Linked DNA regions of Mus musculus: region 1 is linked to region 2. The links are chromatin contacts, called in public HiChIP or PLAC-seq maps. All regions are on one chromosome and are shown on one strand. The core of a region is the stretch at or near the end of the contact, and the rest is flanking DNA. Distances in the headings are between cores, read along the strand shown.

Region 1 (3,816 bases), core at 638-3,137, 200 kb before region 2:
GTCAAGAGCCCAAGTCTGTCTTCATTTCCTCAATAGCAATCTATTACATAAGGCGGCACTCAAGTCTTTGACACCAAGAAACTGCAGCCCTCATAGGAGAGTCGTGCTTCAGGTGTAGCCACATACATTTTAGGCTGTGGGGCTTTAAGCAACCAGGAAGGTTAGCACATCTAACTGAAGCTAGGATTAGGAGAAATGACATGTGCCCACAGGTACATGGCATACTACCTAGGATTAGATAGAGCTCTGCATATCTATCTATCTATCTATCTATCTATCTATCTATCTATCTATCTATCTATCTATCTATCTATCTATCTATCTATTTTGAGACAGGGTTTCTCTGTGGAGCCCTGGCTGTCCTGGAAATCACAGTAGACCAGGCTGGCCTCAAACTCAGAGATCCATCTGCCTCTGCTTCCCATGTGTCTCCGGAGTGCTGGGATTAAATGCACAAGTCACCACAACCTGGCTGAGCCTGGCATCTTTTGAGGCCAAGCCAAAGGCTTCTCCCTTGCCCTCAGACAGTTTAACCAGGAAGAGGAGTCAGGACTCGCTTAGGATCGGCTACCAGGGACTTGCATTTTGTGTTTCTGAGTCTCCACTGTGCCTCCCCTCCCCTCGAGAGCAAGGAGCTGAGTGTTTGTGGCTCCCTGGCACCAGAAGTAGGGTGTGCCCACTCAGCCTGGACTGGAGGGAGCTGAGGCGGCCAGTGCTTGCTCTACCATTCTCAGTGCCCGGAAGCCGGAGGGCAACAAGGACTGGCTGCCTTCCCAGAAAACACAGCTCACTGCCTGCCTGCTCTGCCCTTGAGCTCAGGCCCAGGGCGGTCCCGTGACAGGATCCCAGCTGGGGATGGTGGGCAGCGGACATTCCTCCTCCTGTGGCTTCCAAGAACCTCCCATCTAGGGTCTCCAGACCTCCAGGGCTGCTCCCCAGGACACACATTCCCAAGGCAGCATGTGGCTTCTTCATTCAGCCGGTTTCTGAACAGGACAAGGGTCACCTCCCCTCTTTGATGAGTGACTTACTCCAAAATGCCCTCTCTCCACCATGGGCAGGGATGAGGACAGGGGCTTGGAGACTTTCCAGGGGACAGCCTGAAGGCCTCTGTGGTTTCTTTGGACAGGGCTGGAGACAATCCCCACTCCCTATAGCCTGTGAACCAGGCTAAGCAGCTGGTGTATGGTAGAGTTATCTAGAGGCAACTTTTGGAACTCACTCTGCCCACAGTGAGCAGAAAGCCCCTGACTCCTGCTTTGGTGGTGTTAGGTGGGTTGTTGGAAGGGGAGGGGCTGGCTCTGAAGGGGCAGCAGTGATCAGTCAGCCAAAAAGCTTTTAATCAGGATATCCCCAGAGCACTCAGTTTCTAGTGATCAAGGTCAGAGGGCAAAGAGAGATCCAGGTCTGTTCTCAAGATGGTATGACGTCTGTGTGTGACCAGGTGGAAAAGCATGGGCCATGGGTATGAGACAGGTCTTGCTTGTGGTTAATTTTGAGAGTAGCACACTGATGCAAAGAAAACAGTTGCAGTTCGGCCTGAGACCGACTCAGTGTTCTCATCTGTAAAATGGGTCCTAAAAGTGTTCCACACTCAAATGGCACTGGATATGAATGGGCCTTTGGCACTGTGAGGTGGGGTGAGACTTGCTGGTGTGGCCATCTATCAGGCCTGGGAAGGAGCCCAGAGAAGGGCAGCAAGCCGGGGTCGCGCATCCTTCCTTTTCCACTAGGAGGAGCACTCGGCACTTGTTAAGATGCGTGTGCGTGGCAGGTCAGGAGGGCGGGAGGAGCGCCAGGTCCCCTCTGCGGGCTCCTGCCCTCCCCTCGAAGCTGGACCTTGTGTCTCCAGGGCCTGCTCTCCCTCCCGGGTGCTGGCAGGCTTTCAGAGGCCGGAGGAGGAGGAGGTTTGGCTGCCAGGAAGGGTGGGGCTGCCAGACACTGCAGAGCCACACTGTGACCCAGCCGTCCCGGAAACGCTCCCAACCTCGGCCCTCTGCGCGCACATCCGGCCGGGAGGGGTGCGGGCCAGGCTGTCAGGGGGACAGAGAGTGCGCGTGGGATGCCTCCGAGGTCAGGCTGCTAACGATCACCCAAACGAGAAAGAACAAGCTTTTTTTCTTCTTCTTTTTCTCTTTTAAAAATCTTATTCTGGGGCGAGAGGCTTTGTGTGTGACAGGCTTGGTGTTACAGAAGCAAGCCCTTAGCAGTGCGTTTCACTCCAGAGGCTTCCCCAGGCTCGCGCGTAAGTGTATATTTATTAATTAGAGAATGGTCATCCTGTGCCAAATTAGTTACCTACAGGAGCCCGTTTACAACTTGCTGCTTATTTTGTCCGTTTTATACACGAGAATGCAGAGGTGGCAAGGGTCACATGACCAAAGTCTCAGTTGTTGGATCTTGGATACAAACCTCGTATTTTTTTTTTTTTTTTAAAGCAGGACCTCAGGTTACTCATCTCTGCAAACTGCCAGCACCTGGTAGAGGACTCAGAACAAATGCGCAAAGCTGGAGCCCATGGGCACTTGGGCGTGTCTCTTTACCACTGTGGACAGATGAAATGACATAGAACAAGTGACAGCTTTAGCAATGGTTGTGCTATGGGGCCATGTGAACCTGGAGCTGAGGGTCTAGCTTTCTTCTTTTGATGCAGATTTTTCCTTTTTCCACAGACTATGTCAGGGCGAGGCTGTTTGGCATCCCAGGCAGACCCTCACTCTGGTGAGGCAGGAGATGTTTTGCGTGGGGCTGGAGGAGGCAGGGCTAAGAGTCCCTTCTGTGTCCCAGAAACTCCAGGCCTGGGGGAGGGGATGAGTGGAAAGACACCTGCTTCCTTCTATGATGTCACTGTGGGAGGCCCCTTCTCACCAAGTCCTGATGGAGGAGGTGACGTGGATATGGAAGCTCGGCCTGCCCAGAGCCCTGAGTCATAGGATCTGGCCCATGAACTTGAGAAGCATGGGCTCTTGTGTCATGGCTTCAGAGGCTGCCAGGGCTGGCTCAGCCTTCTGAAGCTAGGTGTGAGAAGGGATGGGGTACAGGCAGGCCTGAGAGTGGGTGTCCTAACTCCCAACATGGCACCTCACCTACAAGCCACCAATGTAGCTCATCTTTCTCTCCCATGCTCCACCCGGGGCCTTGCATTTGTCTTTTTGTTAAGCCAGACCTGCTCCTTCCTCCCGCCATTTTGACTGTTTCTGGGCTGAGGTTTAACATGTCACGCTGATTCAGAGCCAGAAAGAGTCCGCGTTGAAAACATAACCCATCCGAAACCTCAGGAGATAGGGAATAGTCATGCGGGTGTGGAAGGTGATAGGGACACGTGGGGACAGCAGCCTGAGACTGACAAGACAGGAAGCTGCTGTCATTCCAGGCTACCGGCCAGAGAGGACGCGGCAGTGGAGGGTGGGCTGGTAGGGCCTGGATCTGAGGCTGAACAGGTCACAGACCTGTTAACATAGCTTCCCTCCAATGTCTCGCCAGAACTGAACAGCACGTCTGCCTTTGAAGGTTGGCCGGAGTTGTTAATCACTAATAGTGCAAATGTCACCTCTGTCCTGAATGAGGAGGGAAGGGACAGACTATTTTAGGAAGATGACTTGCTTCCTGCACATTTTTTTTTTCCAGAAGATAGAGTAGTGTCTGGTGCTTAACGGAACACCAGATGTTTTGATAGGCCATCACAGCGAGATCTGCGGAGGCTGTGAGACAGGCTGATTGACGTGCATACGTGGATGACGCTGGACTCAATCTGACTTAAGAATCAGCTCAGATGCAGTGGTTATCCTCGCGCTTCGGGCTCTGTGTCCTTGTTCA
Region 2 (4,160 bases), core at 985-3,484:
GATTGTAGATTGATTACAGAGGTACCCCCTCAGGCCTGGATGAACCTAAGCATTTCTTGTAAGAGAAGTTCTGGAACTTTCCCCGGGGTCTCTAAGGTATCAGTGATATGAAAGAAAAGTGGGAGTCATTGACTTAATCACCCATCTGAAGTCGGGTGGGGACCCTCTGCTTGCTGACGAGTTTGCTAAGCGGAGGTCATGATGGTTTTCTTCCAACTTGTGACTTTTTGGAGATCTATCCTGGCAGCTTCTGGCCTGGCATTGACTCTTGCTGGACTTAGCTCTAGCTGGCTGCACCAAGCAGGGATTTGAGGAAACATTGGTCAGGAGCTTAGCAGCAGAGGGCTCCAGAGAAGCCATAGTTTCCCTTCCTCTTCTATAGAGACTGTCTGGGAGCAGAGGCTGATGTGGTGAGGCCGCAGCCTCCTGTGCATCCTTGGGGAGCCAAGCAAGATGCCCAGACCAACAGGAGCCGCTTCCGGCTTCACAGACAGAGAGCAGAGACAAGGAGTAAATGCAGGAAATCTCCTAGTTCCCTCCCCTGGGAGAGCTGACACTTGTCTGTGATGAGACCCCATGAAGCTGAGTGGGGTAACCTGGAAGGCAGAGAGACACCAAAGGCCATCCGGAGGTGATAGGTGGAGTGAATTAGAGGTGAGTCAGCCAGCTCATGAGGCAGTTAAAAGACAAGTGGCTAATTGTGGGTGCAGAGGACGGGTCACACACAGAAAATGAGGAACAAGTGGTTAATTGGGCCCACAAGCCCAGGATCCCGCCTATAATTAGCAAATTGCAGGGCTTTGATATTTGCTTTGGTAACAATGTGCCTAGGGAATTGCAGAGAGGAAAACTGTGCCCCCAGCTTGGGAAGTGACCCTAGGTCTAGACTTCTTACACCATTCTCTCTGACACTCTTGTAGGCAGCACACATATGAAAACATGCCCCCACCCCATCTTGTTCCCACCACCGCCCCAGCAAGGGAGTGGGGCTTGTACCTTGTTGCCTTCAGCGTCAACCCTTGCATAAGTCTTTAGTCAGCTTGGACCTGAAGCAGGAGGCTTGGTTTCCTGGTGCACATTCTCACAGTTTACACATGAGTTAGCCCATGCTCCCAGAAGCCATGACCCCTAAGGAGCAGAGGCCCTCTGGCTACAGATATCACCAAGGCGTGGCCCTTGACAATTCCAGTAAGTTTCAGTGGGGGAAGGCAAAGTACAAGAAAGCTCAGTTACAGCACTGTTTAAGATTTTTAAGATGGCTGGCATGGGTTTCAGGTCTGCAGCTGCTTCTGCAGGCTTCTTGGGTGTTCTTTCCCATATGCACAGTGGTAGCACAGGAAAGGTGTATGGGGAGGGGGCGTGTGGCAAAACTATACATTTTCACAAGTATACAGGGCAGATGGACACTAGCAAAGGAAGGAGGGCTATATGAAGTGTCTGGAGACCCGGGTTTAAATCTAGACTCTTTACTGACAGGTTTTGTCCCTCTTATTTAAAAATTTATATCTCACCTCTATCATCTGTAGGTCTGTTTCTTCTGGTTGGTTTTTCTCTTAATCATTCATGGGTCAGCATTTTCCTGCTCCTTCATATGACTAATAAACTTTTGTAGGCACTACAAAAGATTCTAGTAATATATAATCTTAGTAGGCACTGTGATTTTCTAATGTGAAGAATTCCGACTTTGATATCTCCCTTTAAAGAGCTCTAAGCTTCACATTCCTCCGCATCAGATGTACATAGGAGTCGGTTGATCTCTTTGAGTCCTGTTATCGAGGCTTTGCTCGCTCTTCAGTTGTCTGGAATAGCTTCCACTGAAGCGATGTCTCACATTTTACTCCCTTCTGGCAACTCTGGTCTCTCCACTGTTTCCCCAAAGGACCACCAAGGACTCTGGCCTTAGGCTGCAAGGCCCAATCATGCCCCCACCTTGTGAGAGCTCTGGGCTGCTCAGCTCACTTCTTCTCCTCCTCCAAATATCCACTTCCCCTTCTCCTTTCTTCTGCCTGGTTTTGTGAAGTTACACTTGGTTTCACTTTAAGAACACTTTAGCAGAGTTCTTCCCTGTTTTTCTCCATACTCTTTGGAATTTTGATCCTCAATTATGATATATTTCAGCTTGCCCAGTCTCTTGTCTCAGTCTCTTTAGCTAAGTGAAATGAAGCTATCCAGCTGTGCATGTGACCCGAGAACTGCCTCTGAGCACAAAGCCAGGGCTACTGTGGTTCAGGCCATTGACCCTTTCATGTAGCAACCTCTGTCTGGCAGTGTCTCTTCCCAGTGTCTAAAGAGTAGTCATGCTGGCAAGACAGGAAGCCAAACTCTTTTCAGGTTAATAAAGTGCCTGTTGCCTCATGTGTAGAAATAACATAAAATGATCTTCCTGAAAAATCAGCACTGCTCACTGAAGAACAGAATAGGTGTGAAGCCACCTACAATGATGCATACAATAAGGCACCAGTCAGAAAGAAGAGTTAGCAAAAATTAGCTCCAGCCTTCTTTCTTTTCATTTGATTTGACACCGGTAACGTGGACAAATTAAGCATTTTCAAGTAATTGTTGGATGTTAAGGCTGCAGGATTTTGATCTCAGAAAGATAAACTTGGGTTGCCACAAAGTTCAGCATGGTGGCATATACCTTTAATCCTAGCACCCAAGAAGCAGAGGCGGGTGGATCTCTTGAGTTTGAGGCCAGCCTGGTCTACAGATTGAATTCCAGGACAGTCAGAGCTATACAGAAAAAAACTTGTCTCAAAAAAAAAATTCTTGGGTTGCTCCAAATTCTTCATTTTTCAGATGAACAGATAGAGGCTTGGCGGATAGAAGTGATCCCCCACCCCCCCCCCAATATCATAATGAACTTGTAGGGAATGAAACTGGAATTCACAAGTCTTGACTCCCAAGCCTGTTGGACATTCATGCATTCAAATTACATTTACTGAACACCCACCAGGTTTATAGCACTGAACTAATGACGATATTACCTTGTTTTTCAGACATGTTAGAAAAATTGATTTTGGAACATTTGAGTAAGTTCAATAAGTCAGCATGCAATTTTGGATTTCTTTCAAGCAAAAGAGTCTGATTAGCATTAATTGGAGCCATCTCCCTTGCTCAATACAGGGGTAGATACTTCATTATAGCACTTCAGACCCACGAACACGTCCCATAATCACTATGGTTTTATCATCCTGTCAGACACGGCTATAGGAAAGCTAGGGATATGCTCTGATGCAGCCTTTACAGGTACCCAGTGCAAAGTGGACATTAAAACTGAAAAAAAAAAACTGTTCAGTATCTTCGACTGGATGACCTACGTTGTCCTTCGCCGCTGGGAAGATCCTGACATCTGCGATCCACAGCAGAGCTGTCCTAGGGACCCGTGTGGGCCATCTTGGGAGCATCGCCAGGTGGGGGCTGAGTGTGGAGGATGTGGAAAGGCAGTCTAAGCCAAAGGGACCACATAAGTACAGGTGACGAAGCAGGGGTGTGGCCAGAATGGAGTGTGTGATTTGACCCATGTACACCACTAATCTAGTATAGCCTTCTTCCTGGATCCCCAGAGCATCTATTGGGATGATAAACATTATCAGACCCATATCACTGCAATCCCAGAGGTTTGGAAAGACTGCACTGAAAGTTAAAATTTAACATTAGAGATTGTAAATGCAAGTGTATATGATAGTGATGAAAATAGAGAGGCAGGACTGAGCAGAAGGTGGATGCCGTGTGTGTGTGTGTGTGTGTGTGTGTGTGTGTGTGTGTGTGTGTGTGTGCTGATTCCTGTTGTACCAAAGGCAGATAATTCCAAAATTATCAAATAGAACTCCTTTCCTCTCCCAGAACTCAGAGCTCTGGAGCACTTGGCTGGAGGACTGTGACGTGGCCTGTAGACTGTGAGTAAGCACGCTTGATTTCTCAGTTACAGTGTAGGGTTGGACCCTAGGGTATGAGGATAACGTGCCTTTATCCCAGTGCTCTGGAGGCAGAGGTAGGTGGATCTCTATGAGTTCAAGGGCCAACCTGGTCTATATAGTGAGTTCCTGGAGGGTCAGGGTTGCAGAGTGAGACCTTGTTTAAACAACAACAACAAAAACAAACAAACAGAGAAATGGACAGGCAGGAAGGGAGGAGCTACATGGAGCCCGTAAGCAGCCATT

What was found. HiChIP or PLAC-seq counts read pairs in DNA pulled down with a chosen protein or histone mark.
Region 1: an H3K27ac HiChIP or PLAC-seq map of hepatocytes shows a contact between it and region 2, with 5 times the contacts expected there. The contact joins two enhancer-like sites. A contact is called at or near these places in 1 of 15 datasets of contacts at CTCF or cohesin (the NIH/3T3 cell line), 4 of 484 Hi-C or Micro-C datasets (the G1E-ER4 cell line, bone marrow-derived dendritic cells and liver), 7 of 115 datasets of contacts at active chromatin or transcription factors (bone marrow-derived macrophages, embryonic stem cells, hepatocytes and 3 more) and 1 of 9 other capture datasets (adipose tissue).

Annotation. Positions count from the first base shown.
Region 1 is chr16:30,186,217-30,190,032 of GRCm38.p6, reverse strand. The region is part of intron 2 of Gm26562 (a long non-coding RNA gene); the gene reads left to right. Among named protein-coding and RNA genes, the nearest start is that of 1700025H01Rik, 4.5 kb to the left of the region's middle. Within about 2 kb of position 1,887, at least 330 of the 459 cell types and tissues checked have an H3K27ac peak or open chromatin away from gene starts, as enhancers often do. A contact at or near this core is called in bone marrow-derived macrophages, hepatocytes and microglia, where this site is marked.
Region 2 is chr16:29,987,560-29,991,719 of GRCm38.p6, reverse strand. No RefSeq gene overlaps it. Among named protein-coding and RNA genes, the nearest start is that of Gm1968, 11 kb to the right of the region's middle. Within about 2 kb of position 2,234, at least 21 of the 459 cell types and tissues checked have an H3K27ac peak or open chromatin away from gene starts, as enhancers often do. A contact at or near this core is called in bone marrow-derived macrophages, hepatocytes and microglia, where this site is marked.